Regions from separate parts of the Sus scrofa genome. Here region 2 is linked to region 1. A link is a contact called in public HiChIP or PLAC-seq data. All regions are on one chromosome and are shown on one strand. Each heading gives the region's core, a stretch centred on a gene start, on an enhancer-like site or on the middle of the called end of the contact. The rest is flanking DNA. Distances are from core to core; before and after follow the strand shown.

Region 1 (7,145 bases), core at 1,866-4,365:
GAATTGAGACGTGCTTTTGACATATAAGACATGCTGGATTTTGAGGACTTAGTGCTGATAACATGTTAAAATGATAATATCGTGGATATACTAGGTTAAATAAAAGATACAATTAAAATTAATTCCACTTGCTTCTTTTCACGCCTTTTAACATAGCTTAAAAGAGACTTAAAAGATTTAAAATTGCAATGTGTGGCTCACATTATATTTCCATTGGTGCACCCCAGCACTCAGAAACCAGGCCTGATTCTTCTTCTCTGTGGCTTTACAGTATTTCCTCCATTTCCTGCATGCAGAATGTGGAACTCAATGGCCTTTTTGCCATTTGTTTAGAGCCAGCCCCCAGGGTGGGGTGGGGGCAACTAGGTGGATTTAGGTCCTCAGAGCTCAGTCTGCTGTAGCCAGTGCTCTTTGGTTACATCCCTGATGGATTGAGAGCTGCGGTTTGGAGCACTGTGTTAAGAAAGATTCTGAGGCTGCATCCCCACCTTGATTCTGGGGCACTGGCGGATCCCTGGCAGTACTGGACTGGTGGCCACATGTATAGAGAAAGCCAGGGTCCAGTAACTTGCTCAAGACCACATACGAGTCCATGGAGGAGGCAGGATTCAAGCTTAGGACCCCCAGAGCTATTTTCACCTGCCTTCTTAACACACTTAGCTGAACTAAGCCCTGAATTCTGTAGTGAAAATCAGCCCAGGGTCAGGGCAGACAGGGAAAGAGGGTGAAGGGCAGGGTGGAAGGGGTGGGGTGGGGGGGTCCTTACTCTCTCGAGATGGCACCGTGGAACCAGGCTGGGACACCTCCCTGGGCCAGCTGGTCCACCTGGGTGTGTATGAACCAGTCCAGTCGTGGAGGCAGTGGTGGGGGCAGCCTTCTGTCCTCTGTCATGGCTTCTGGAGGTGGAGGGTGACCTGGGGGTGGGAGGGAGGAAAGAGTCTAGCCTGGTCCACCTCCCACCTTTGCTCTATTCATGCAGTTCATGGTGGCTCCTCCTTTGAGAAGTCCTCCAGGCTAGACAGATTGAAACTGGCTTGTGTTTCTCGAGCACCTACTATGTGCTGGCACTTTATGCTGATTCATCCATTGACACAACCCAAAAATCCGCCAAGGATTTTTTCCTTTTTCTTTTATTCTTATTATACCATTACTACAAGTGTTAGAAAGTTTTTTAAAAAAAATAAATATGTGTGTTTAAGAACTGAGTTTATTGGGCGTTCCCTTCATGGCTCAGAGGTTAACGAACCTGACTAGGATCCATGAGGATGAGGGTTTGATCCCTGGCCTCTCTCAGTGGGTTAAGGATCCAGCATTGCCATGAGCTGTGGTGTAGGTTGCAGACATGGCTAGGATCTGGTGTTGCTGTGGCTGTGGTATAGGCTGGCAGCTGTAGCTCCAATATGACCCCTAGCCAGGGAACTTCTATATGCTGCAGGTGTGGCCCTAAAAAGAAAACAAAACAAAACCCTGAGTTTATTTAAATATTAAGGAACTATCACTGTCCTAGAAGGATGTAGAGATAGCAGAATGGTAAGTGAAAGAATGAAATAGCAGATGAACTGTGGGTGCCATAAAGGGTTGCCATGGTTTCATTAAACACTACAGAGATATGGCCCCAAATAGCTGCTTCTGCCACCATTGTCATCCTGAGTCGTGGCCACTGATGGGACACCTATACTGTGTCAGGTGCATGGTTAATTTACACCCATTCTCAAAAGTTTTAAGGTCAGGTACTATTGGACTCTGTGAGCCAGTGACACAGAGCTGGAAAACAGAGAAAGAAAAACAGCAGCAATTTGCAAAACAGTATTAAGTCAGTGAAGAACCAGCCAAAGGGTTGTGCCCTGCTCATCTGTCCACACATGAACCACTTACTCTCACCCTTAATTCTGTCCCCAAACTGGAGCTCGGGCTCTGCACCTGCACTGGTCTAATTTTTCAGTATCTCAGAAAGTCTTTGTTACTGATCTGTTTCTACAGGGAGGGGGCATGACCAACCCAGTCAATATTGAATTTCTCCTGCCAGAAGACAGATGCCAAGCATGCCCTCCAGGGAAGGACCCAAAGGAATTCTGCCGTGAGTGAAATGAAATAGATCTATAAAGAAATGTTATAATAAAGCAGGATGAAAAATCAATTGAGCCCAGTCAGAGCTAGACAACCTAGGTTCAAACCTCAGCTCCCCCACTTAGCTGCTGTGTGACCTTGGGCAAGTCACTTAACCTCTTTGTGCCTGAATGTTCATCTGCAATTTGGGGCTAATGATAGTAATTACCTGAGAAGCTACAGTTGGCACAGAGCTAAGCACTGTATGTAATAATAAATATTAATGAATCTAGTAGTGACCTAGCTCATATGAGGGCATGTTTACAGGCTCGTTCTTTTTTCTACCTGGGAGAACTCCTACTTATCCATCAAGACCCCACAAAAACATCCCTCCTCTAAGCAGCTTTCCTGCCTCTTCCCCAAGACAAAGCCTGGCACACTTCTCTGTCCCCTCCCTTCCCCACCGTTCCTGCTTCTGGCCTAGCCAAGCTGGAGTGTCTGTGGCTGGCTCTGTTTCCCCCATATTGGGTCTGGGGCTAAGTTCTTTTGGATTTGTCTAGATCCCTAGCATCACCTGGCACTGGGTGGGCATAGAAGAGAGTGCAGAGTTGTTGGCTGATGAATGAAGTCATACTAAGTTTTAAACTCTTGACCCTGGCATTAGGGCCTCCCCCACCTCCTCATCCCTCACATTCCAGCCCTAAAGCCCAAAGCACATCCTTGTTCTACCCCAAACTGATCATATTCTCTCTCCTCTCCATGTCTTTGCTCAGGCTGTGCCCCTGCCAGGAAGGCCCTTTCCCTGATTCCAGCTCTATTTTCCAATGGCCACCTACCAGTGCCCCTAGAAATTTCCTCATGTTTCTCTGGACCCTGCCAGCCCTGTCCCCTTCTGGCCCAGACTAGCCCCCATACTCTGTCTTCTCCCTGGTAGAGATGAAGTTGAGGCTTTTGGGGGCCCCAGTCTCAGCCAGCCTGGGGTGGGCACAAAAGTAGGCACGTACCTGGGAGACCCCTGGGGGGCCCGAAGCCCTCACTCTGGCTGTGCCTGGTGCCTGCAGGAGCCTGGGTTTCGGTTCAGGGTCTGCACGTCAGCGGGGCGGGGCGCGGCCCCAGGCGGTTCCTGTTTCCTTGAGCAGGTGAGCCCTGGGCGGGGACTCTTCCCCCCTCCTCCCCTCAGTCTGTAGTCCCGCTGGGTGCAGGTGGAGGAACATCCTTGCTCCATCCAGACCTTGACAAGCCTGAGGATCATGTGCCAGATTCTCAGATGGAGAGGTGACCACAAGATGGGTGCAGGCCCCGCCCTCCCAGCATCTATAACCTAGGGAGAAATGAAGAGGAGGGGGAAATGATTAATGTCATCGTTTCAAAGTGGACAGCCTGGGGAGTTCCCATTTTGGCTCGGTTGGTTAGGAACCCACTAGTATTCAGGAGGGTGCGAGTTCAACCCTTGACCTCTCTCAATGGGTTAAGGATCTGGCGTTGCCACAAGCTGCGGCGTAGGTCACAAACGCTTGGATCCCATAAAAAAAAAACAAAAAAACAACAAACAAACAAACAAACAAAAAAAAACAAAAACAACTCAAAGTGGACAGCCTGTCAGAAAGGGGGGGGACTAGAATTGCCAGAACCCCCAGAGGGGGCCTAACTAATATGGGGGAAGGGGCCCCTGTGGACAGGTAGGAATCAGCTTGACAGGGGTGGGGGCAGGTGTTTGTGCAGAAAGAGTGCTCCAGGGGGTGGGAAGGGCATGAGCAAAGACCCTGAGGCAGGACTGAGCCTGGACAGGCTGAGGCCTCACTGTGTGTACAGGGCTATAGTATGACTTCCTCTATTTTAAAATACACAGGCACACACACACACACACACACACACACACACACCCATTTAAAATTATATTTTATGTTGCATTGACACCAAGATCGATGTAATCCAGGCTGGATTCATTTCATATATTCATTCTTTTACCCAATTTTTCTTCTGATTTTTTAAAAAAGACAACATTTCTCAGGTCCCCACACATAGGGTGGGCCCTGAGTGTGGGAAGCCCTGCCTAACGGATCAGCTAGCCCCAGATGCGTGTGGGCAGCCTCACCCCTCCCCAGCACCCTAGCAAAACCACTTCCTCCTCCCTTTTCAGAAACGGCCCAGATCCTTGTGGCTGAGCTGGGGGCTTCCCCTTGGGCCTATCACCATGGCCCAGCTGTCTAGAGAGCCCCCCTTGCAGGCTCAAGCTGGAGGTCCCCGTCATCCTTGCTCTGGGGCTGGGAAGGGTGGCCTTGTCCTGGAGTCTGTGGGTCAATAAGTCTCAAACAGGAGACACATGAAAACTGGCTTCTCACTCATTCACTGTGTAGACTTGGGTGAATCATTAGAACTCTCTTGGCCTCAGTTTCCTCATCTGTGAAGTGGGTATGAAGCTAGCCCTCCTTAGGCACATGAGGATGATTAGTCCAGACAATCTACAGGCAAGCAGCATGGAGCTCAATAAAGAGCAATTTTATTAGGTCTCTTCACCGTGACTTAAGGTGATACCTTTGGGCCTGGCTGGAGGAGAGGCAAGCTTGGCCTCCAGACCTCATGAGCTGGGCCACCTTGGGCAACTCACATCACCTCTCTGATCCATGCCTTCCACAGCCCAGTGGACCAGTTCCCAGTCTCGATGAGAGGACTAATGCTGTTGGGGAGGGGATCAGAAGTGCCAAGAGACCCTTGCCATGTGTGTCAGGTGTGGCCATGGGGCATCTCATCCTTTCATTTACATGGAGTTCAGTCTCCAGAAACCTGAAAGAGGGTGTTTCTGTTCACCACCTGCCTGCCCCTCTGAGGCCCCAACACAGAAGGCAATGCCCTGATTACCCTGACCTGCTTGGGGGATATGGTCTTTTACAAATTGCTGTCCTCCTCAGAGACTGTCACAACAGAGTCACACCCCACTGCTTGGTGGCCACAGTCTTGGAACCTGTGAACAGACCCATGGCCCTCAGAAGAACTTTCCAGTAGGGGACCAGCAGGGAGATGGTGGGGCTGGGACCCCAAGGCCTCTGTCCCTCTGAGGTCAGCCCTTTATCCCTCCAGTCAGGTCTGGGTGCCTCAGCTGGGGAGTGGGACATTCACTGGCCCCATGTGGGGTGGCCCTTAGGGTAGCGGCCACAATGGTATCTCAGACAAGGGGACTGTAGATGTCAGGGGTGGGGGAATCCTTAGGCTCTGGTAACTCTGGGCCTTACTCAGTTTCGTGGTTGTTTCGTTCTCCAATGCCTCCGTTCTATTCATTCATTCATTCACTCCACAAACACTGGCTGAGCCCCAACGGTGGGCACCATGCCAGCTGCTGGGGATGAAGCAAAAGACAAAACAGGAACTGTCCCTGCCCTGCTGGAGCTCACAGTCCGCAGGGGGAAGAATGCCACACAAGTCCATACACCGGAGAGGCTGGAGGAAGAGGAAACAACAGTAGGGTCAAAGGTCCTGGGGTAGGAACACACTTGGCATGCTTGAGAAGCAGACAACACGCAAGATGTCCAGAAGGTGAAGACAACCCGAACATCCATCAGTGGATGAACACACAAAAGATGTGAGCCAGCCACACAATGGAATACTCTTCAGCCATGGAAAGAGATGAAGCTCCAATATGCTGCCGACATGATGGATCTCAAAATCTTTATGCTGAGTGAAAGAAGCCAGAATGCAAAACACCAGAGTATGATTCTATTTATGTGAAATGTCCCGAACATAAGCAAATCCATAGAGACAGAAAGTAGATTAGTGGTTGCAGCGGGTGGGGTAGGGGGAAGAGGGAGCAATGGCGAATGGGTACTGGATGATAAAGACGTTCTAAAATTGACTGTGGTGACAGCTGCACAACGCTGTGAATGTATTAAAAACTACCAAACTGCACACTTTGGTTTGTGAATTGTATGGTGTGTGAACGGCATCTCATTAAAGCTGTTATTAGAAAGAGCTATGGTGTCATCTGTCTCAAGACAAGGGGATGGTAGCCGAGGAGCCCCTTGCCCACCAAAGTCCTTAGAAATAAGAAAAAGTTACGACTCTGAGCAAGAGGCTGGGTACAAGGTGGGACCAAGGAGTTTAAGGACTCCCCCTGACCTGGATGTGGGTGACTGGCAGAAGTTTGGGGCATTATGGGGGCAAATACAGCTCAAAGCTGTAAGCTATCTGGATGACCTGTTCCCCATTACAGTCAAGTAGTAAAAAGAAAGGTGGGTTTTTCTCTTTCAGCACAAGAATGATGCTGATGGAGGCTACAAGGCCTTGGATGCACCACCTCACCAGTTCTTCATAGCTACCCTGAGGTAGGAACTACCATTGCACCCATTTAACAAGACACTGATGAGGGAACTGAGGCTCAGTCCAAGGTTGTGCTGGAGGGTCTGAAGTAGGATCTGGGGGAGAATCTTGGTGGCATGATGGGCACCAAGTTTGACCCAGTGGGTTCAGCCGAGGGTGTGATGTACAAAGTGAATGCTGAGGACAGACACCTTGTTTTCCTGTGCTGTGTGTGTGCATTGGGGGAGGGGGTGAGGTTGGGACACCTGCTTTCCCAAGTCAGCCTTGTGATGATGGTGTCACTTCCTCAGAGCTTGGGGTGACTGTCACCTCTACTTTAACCTTGGCCAGACCTGAGGCCCCCTGCTGGCCTGGGCTATGTTTTAAACAGCAGGCATCTTGTGTGAATTTGCTGCCCAACATCTGGCCACATGTGTGTACCTACATGGAAAATGTGGACCGAAAAATCTGTTAACTTTAAAATGAACTTTAATCTGTCTGTTTTCCTTAAGTGCATTTATCAATGTAAACAGAGCATGTTAAGAGATTCCAAGGGGAGAGCAGACTATTGCTGGTATGTTGGTTTTAATTCAAAAAAAGAAAAAAAAAAACAAACTACAATGCCAATGGCTTGGATTGACAGCAGCTCGTGGGGGGGGGGGCAGGAAAAAAAAAAAAAAAAGAAAAAGGAAGAAAGGCTCCTTGGTGACATCCCTCTGACCTGGTTACCTGATTCTGACTGCAGTCTCTACGGGAAAGCAGAGTGGTCAAAACAGAACTGGACGACGGCAATCAAAAACCCATCCAGA
Region 2 (7,145 bases), core at 2,894-5,393, 760 kb after region 1:
CTGTCTCGGTTCCCTCTTGCCCCTGTGAATATCCTCACACGCACGCACGCACACACGTACCTCGTGAGACCCGGGAATCTGCCCCAGCCCTCCAGTTCCCGAGTCAAACGACGACCACAGACCACATCATGCCACGGTGCTTGCTCAGGGGAAGGCATGCTCCCTCTGTGGCCTGCTGCCGGGGCCTGGGAGCCCCCCCACTGAGCCCACAATGCCACGGAAATCCTTGTTGACCGCCCCCCCCACCCCCGCAAGAGGGGCCTTCCCAGCTGGGAAGAGCTTGGAGTTGACAGCTGCCTCCTGCCATGTCAAGGTCCCCCAGAGCCTTGGGGGCTCTGGGGCCTGGGAGGGGGTGGGGGTGGGACTCTCCTTCCCCACCTTCACCCCCCTCCCTCTTTTCACTGTTGCTTTCTATGTATAGCTCCCTAGACCTTTCACTTTTTTAAAAACGCGTTTTGTGTAGAGAATAAGGAACGTGGATCTTTTTATTTTGCAATCCTGGGCCAGCTAGAAACCCAGAGCTGATTGACCTTTTAACTTTTTTCAGTGGCCACATTTTGGTTATTGATGTACCTAGAAGTATGTAAATTAGATTAAATTTCTCTTCTGGAAACACCCCGGGGCAGGCGGCCAGCGTGTGTTTTTCTGTCAAGTGGACAGGCTGGCATTGTCTGTCTGGCAGCCAGGGCTGGGATCGAGCCGCCTCCGCCAAAAGCCCCTGGAAGCCCTGAGTTTTCCCGCTGGCCGCCATGCCCACCAGACCTGTCTGGGGATGAGCCCAAGTTCCCAGCTGTTGGCCCTTGATGGTATGATGGGTGGGGGTGGGGGCTCTGTCAGCTGGTGAAGAGTCTCCTGTGAGCCAAGGAGAGGAGCCAGGGCTCTGGGCAGCTGGTCTGGGAAGGGAGCCAGAATTGAGAAGTGTTTAAGGCCGGAAGGGCTCTTCCGAGGGCAGGAGTTGTCCAGTGAGGGTGTGGGGGCACTCGCTGGGGTGGGGGGTGAAGTACACAGCTGCTGGGAGGCTTCAGAGAGCTGGGATGGGCCTGCCTTCAAAACATGTGACTTGTCTGGAGACACATGCACCCTGAACCCAACTAACATGAGGGGAAAAAGAGAGCTGCTGGCTCCTTTTCGATGTTATTTATTTTCTCGTTCTACAAATGTTTATTGAACATTTCTGAGATTTTAAGAGATTTTTGTTGGCTGCTCCTTCTTGTTTATTGCATGTGGTTTTTCAGCTCATCATTTTCACATAAAACAGCCAAGGGCTGAGAAGTGGGAATGACCTCATGGGGCAGGGGCCTCCTCTATTCCCAACCCTTTTATCCTGCGCCACCCCCACCCCATGTCCCTGTCTGGGAAGGAGGGGCAAACAAGCTGTGATAACATGCCTGCAAGAGTGGTCTGGCCTGCATACTTGGCTTTTTGCTCCTGTGAGATCAGGACACACATCTTGTCTGGTGGAGGACAGCATCCACTGCTTAAATCTAACCCATGCTGTGGGTGGGCATGTCTGAGAGTTTTGAAAGAGGGGATGGCATCTCTTGGGATAAGAGCTGATCCAAAGGCATCTCTTTTTCAACATTTTATGCATTAGTGGGGTTTTTTTGTTTGTTTGTTTTTAAAGTGATGTAAGGAGTTCCCATTGTGGCTCAGTGGTAACAAACTCGACTGGTATCCATGAGGACTCGGGTTCCCTCCCTGGCCTCACTCAGTGGGTTTAAAGGATCCATTGTTGCCGTGAACTGTGGTGTATGTAGGTCGCAGACTCGGCTCAGGTCTGGTGTTGCTGTGGCTATGGCATAGGTCAACAGCTACAGCTGATTCAACCCCTAGCCCAGGAACTTCCATATGCTGTGGGTGTGGCCCTAAAAAGCCAAAAAAAAAAAAAAAAAAAAAAAAAAGATGTAAACTGGATGTAAAAAAAGTTCAAACTATACAAGAGCTTATAAAGTAAAATGGGAGGCCCTTCCTCACCCACAGTTGAGCAGTGTTAGTCCTTGAAATGATCAAATGCAGTATTGACACACAGTGATCTTTTCTTAAAACTCATGAGCATACCCCTCCTTTTAAGAAATTCTAGGAGTTCCCACTAAAATGGCTCAACGGGTTAAAGATCTGGCGTTGCTGCAGATGGGGCTCAGATTTGATCCCTGGCCTGGGAATTTCCACAGGCTGTGGGTACAGCAGGAAAAAAAAAAAAAAATTCTACTGTCCCTCTTGAGACAGCATTGGATGTTAATCAAGTCATCAAATGAGAGTAAAATATGGCAGTGGTACATGCCAAGAAGAAAGCTATAAGATCCTAGAGAGGAGTGCTGGTAGTTTGCAGGGCAGGCACATATCCCTAAGGGTGACACTGAAATGAGGCCCACAGCTAGAGTGCACATTAATCAGAGCTTCATATGCTTCATGTATGGAGTTTCTCAATGCACCATGACCCTTGTGCCATGGGGCAGCAAATTCTGCATAAGCCTCATTTTTGAATAAGGAGTTGTTAAAGATATTTTATCATGGAGAATTCCAACCATACAAAAGTGGAATGGTAAAAGGAACCATCATCTACTCAACAGTTATAAACTCATGACCAATCTCTTTAGCTGTAAACCCTCTGTGCCCTTCTCCCTTTCCCCCATCTGAGTTATGGTGAAGCACATCCTGGTCATCAGTCAGATCAGTTAATCTCTTAATATTTCCACATATTCCTCTGAAGGATATGGACTTAAAAAGTGCAATTGTTAAACTAAAGAAAGGGACAGTTCTTCAATATCAATTAATGTCAGCAGCACCATGCTTTAAAACAAACTTTTAAAGTAAAACCAAAAAAAAAAGTCATACAGTTTGAATTCGCACAAACACACAAGTACAGTTTACAGTGTCTACAGCTCTGTCAAGTCATCTCCTAGAAGATATGAGATGTCTCTGAAAGTGGGTCCCACACATCCAGTGTGGGTGCTGGGGAACAGCCTGGCTGGGCTACTGCAGGGGTTCCTAAGTCCAAAACAAACAGGTTTAGAGGGGAAGTTCCCACTTTAACACTTGTGTCAAGGATCATGAGTGATGAAGTCCAAGCCTCAATTTTATCTTTTTTTTTTTTCTCAATTTTATCTTTTAAGTGGGGATTTTTAAAAGAGTTTCCTTGTAGATAAGAAGGAGCATTTACATGATAATACAAATATATATAGCATATATGTAATATAAACATGCTATATAAATATATTTGTTATGTAATGGTAGATAACCAAATGCAACATTTCAGCACACCTGGCACTGGGCTGAATTTTTAAAATTTCTTTTTTGGGTGCACCCCCCCCCAACACACACACATGCAGAAATCCCTGGGCTGGAGGTCCAACTGTGCCCCAGGAGCTACCTGAGATTCTGCAGTGACAACAGGATTCTTAACCTACAGAGCCACAAGAGAACTCTGACTGAATTCTTTTTTCTGCTTTTTAGGGCCGCACTTGTGGCATATGGAGGTTCCTCCAGCTAAGGGTCAAATTGGAGCTGTGGCCCATGCCACAGCTACAATCACAGCAACTCCACTTCCCACCCGCGTCTGCAACCTACACCACAGCTCACAGCAGCGCCAGATCGTTATCACACTGAGCAAGGCCAGGGATGGAACCTGCATCCTCATGGATCCAGGTTGGGTTTGTTTCAGCTGAGCCACAACAGGAATTCGGAATGAATTATTTACATTTATCTCATATGTCTGACCGTGTGCCCCGTATCTTGTTTGGCGCTTAGTTATAGTTTTCATTCCAACATGGCTCTACCGTGTTCGTTATGAAGGCCAGAGAAGTCAGAAATAGTCTAGGTTGGCATAATAGCCTCGAGGCAAAGCCGGGATTGGAGCAGCACCCTGAGCTGTTGAGCCGGCTCCCTCTGGCGGGCTTCCAGGACACAGGCCCACCTCCCGCCCGGCCCCGCTTGGGCCTCAGGTCTTTCCGTAGTGCACAGCTCCTCCCCTTCGAACTCTACAGGATTCCACCTCCCGGCCGTCTTCTCTCAGCCAATAACCGTAGTGTCGGCATAACGAGAGGCGGGAATAGGGCGGGGCGATCATGAGATTGACAGTGCCCTCAGCCACGGGCATAGGGACTCTCCGAGATCGACAACAAGGTCATCCAACAAGCGTGAAGCTAGGGTCCGGCGTGAGCCAATGCGGTCGGGAGGAGGGGCTAAGCTGTGTGTAGAAGGGGCTTGGGGGATTGTCGCCGCTATCGCGGCTTTGGACGCGTGGAACCCCCTGCTGTAGTCTTCAAGTGTAGTGTTAGCTGCTGCCATGAGCTACACAGGTGAGCCTGGCAGGGTAGGGGTCGGGCTCCGGGTGGGGTGGGACAGGGGTGTGCCAGGGCCGGGCCAGGCTTGTCCGCGACTCCCCCGGGGCTTGGACACTACTCTTTCTGCGGTCACAAAATGGCGCCGTGGGCCCGTCGCCTCAGTTTCGCGCCCCTCTCGTCTCGGCGTCTCAGGTTCTCTGTCCTGGCAGCTTTGGGTCTCGGCTCCTGGCCTCCCTAAGTCTTGTCTTCTGTCATCTGTATCTGTGGTCCTCGGCCTCGGTTCCTGGTCAGGCCTCTTGGGCCCTCGACGTCTCAGGTTGCCCCTTCTCAGACTTCAGGCCTTCAGGTCAGTCTGCGGACTCAGCTGCTATTACCGTTACCATTACCATACTCTTCTCCCTTGCGTAGTTTCCACTGCCGGATGCCGCAGCTGCCGTCTTTGCCCCGGGGAGATGAATAAATAAATATTTGAAGGGTTTGGGCTGAGTGGGGAACCTTGGGTCCTTAGGGGCCGAGCCGGAGCTTTGTGAGGAATGGCACGCTTCCGTGTTGACTCATTCAGTATCTGTCAAATTCATCTCTCAGGTGCCGAATACACTCTGGAATAGTGACAAGAATTCCTCAAGTATTTTATAGAGGAGAGCAGGCCATAATCGGCAAACATAGTATATATTCTGGGGTGTTCAGTACTCTGAGACGGTTGATGTGTTACATAGGGTGGTTGGAGAGCTCTGAAGAGGTGACATTTTAGCAGAGACCCGAATGAAATGAGTGAGTTAAGGTATCTGGCCCAGGGGGCCCTCAGCATAAAGACCCAGTGTTAGGAACTGCCTGGCTTGTTAAAAGATCAGTCAGGGAAATCAGTGGGATTTGAGCAAAGGGGAGGGTGGATGATGAAATTAGAGAGGGTGCCATAGGATATGTTTGGGTGATTGCAAATCATCCCTGGGTGAACTCAGAAGATGCTTGGGTTTGCCTTGGAAATAACTGATGAGGCTTCTCAGCCAGAAGCTTCCTTGGTAATGGGGTTATTACAGGCTTGAGCATGTGTGGTTGCCAGGTAACCTGCATTCGACTTGGAATGTTTAGGACTGGGAATGGAATCTGAGCCTCTGGGGCTTCTCTATAGGCTGCTTTATGTACTGTCAGCCCTCCCTTTTCCAGGTTAGGAGCTTGGCGAGAAACCAAATTTCTTTCTTTTTTTTTTTTTTTTGTCTTTTTGCCTTTTCTTGATCCGCTCCCCCGACATATGGAGGTTCCCAGGCTAGGGGTCTAATAGGAGGTGTAGCCTCTGGCCTACGCCAGAGCCACAGCAACTCGGGATCCGAGCGGCGTCTGCGACCCACACCCGAAGCTCACAGCAATGCCAGATCCAGATCCTTAACCCACTGAGCAAGGCCAGGGACCGAACCCGCAACCTCATGGTTCTCATGTCGGATTTGTTAACCACTGTGCCATGACGGGAACTCCGAGAAACCAAGTTTTTTAAGCAACCATTCCTTAGCCTAGTGGTTCTCAGCCAGGGGCAGTTTTGCCCTCTAGAGAACACTTGGCAATGTTTGGAGATCTTTTTGGTTGTCACTTCTGTGAGTGGGGGTGCTACTAGTGCCTCTAGTGAATAGAGGCCAAGAATGCTGCTGAACATCCTACAGTGCATAGGATAGCACCACCATAAAGAATTGTCTGGCTGCAAACATTAGTGGTGCCATGGTTGAGCATTCCTGCCCTAGCCTTTCTGTACCTTTCCTGGTTCAGGAGGAAAGTCAGTAGGGTTGTTACTGACATATCCAGAATTGAGATGTAATCTTTTTCACAAAATCTTACTGAGAACTGAGAGACAGTTCTGTAATTATTAGGTGCAGGACTGCTGAAGAAACCAGGAGATGAATGGTTGGGTGCTGTGAGGTACCTTAATAATGGGGCATTTATTTTCATAGACAAGGAAACTGAATTAGAGAGGTCACTAATAGCCAAGTCTGAATTTCAACTTCCCATCTTGTAGCTGTAATTCCAGTTTTGAGTGGGCACTGAGGTAGCCAAGCTAATGAGATAAAGATCAGTTTTTTCTTGATCTTGATCAACTGAAAACCACAGTAGCTTTATAATATGAGTCTTTCCTTTTAAGAGGCAGACCACTAAAGTCAGAGGCTTTTAAAGTCACATTTCAGACAACTGTTTGCCTTTAAGAAGAACTTCTGGAGGCTTAGAAGTGTAGAAGATGATTAAAATAATTTAATTTTTTTCTTTTGTCTTTTTGCCTTTTCTTGGGCTGCTCCTGCAGCATATGGAGGTTTGCAGGCTAGGGGTCAAATTGGAGCTGTAGCCACTGGCCTACACCAGAGCCAGGGGATCTGAGCTGCATCTGCAACCTACACCACAGCTCACGGCAATGCCAGATCCTTAACCCACTGAGCAAGGCCAGGGATCGAACCTGCAACCTCATGGTTCCTAGTCGGATTCGTTAACCACTGAGCCGCGACGGGAACTCCTAATTTAACTTTTTGATAACTTTAGCTTCTGAACCTAGTTTCTTTTTGTGTACTTGAGAAAGAAGTTTCCTTCTCCAGCACTGAGCAGGGAAGATTGGAGCAGTGGAAAAATAGGACAAAAATCCAGAATTGGGCCTTTAAACAAAGGTCCATCTACCAATCTTTTTGTTTGTTTTTTGTCTTTTGTCTTTTGAGGGCCGCACCCTTGGCATATGGAGGTTCCCAGGCTAGGGGGTCTAATCCGAGTTGTTGCTGCCGGCCTACACCAGAGCCACAGCAACGCCAGATCCGAGCCGTGTCTGCGACTTATACCACAGCTCATGGCAACGCTGGACCATTAACCCACTGAGCGAAGCCAGGGATTGAACCCACA

Evidence for each region. HiChIP or PLAC-seq counts read pairs in DNA pulled down with a chosen protein or histone mark.
Region 2: an H3K27ac HiChIP or PLAC-seq map of alveolar macrophages shows a contact between it and region 1. The contact joins the promoter of AKAP8L here to the promoter of HSH2D in region 1. A contact is called at or near these places in 1 of 5 promoter capture datasets (fetal liver) and 1 of 2 datasets of contacts at active chromatin or transcription factors (alveolar macrophages).

The regions. Positions count from the first base shown.
Region 1 is chr2:61,423,778-61,430,922 of Sscrofa11.1, forward strand. HSH2D (hematopoietic SH2 domain containing) reads right to left here and starts at 3,116. Exons shown (of 6, transcript NM_001243826.1): 1 at 3,051-3,116; 2 at 767-914. The coding sequence starts at 891. It overlaps RAB8A (RAB8A, member RAS oncogene family), which reads right to left. Exons shown (of 8, transcript NM_001243802.1): 8 at 6,903-7,145.
Region 2 is chr2:62,180,592-62,187,736 of Sscrofa11.1, forward strand. AKAP8L (A-kinase anchor protein 8-like) reads left to right here and starts at 4,144. Exons shown (of 24, transcript XM_005652898.3): 1 at 4,144-4,298. The coding sequence starts at 4,286. It overlaps WIZ (protein Wiz), which reads left to right. Exons shown (of 9, transcript XM_021083626.1): 9 at 1-1,206.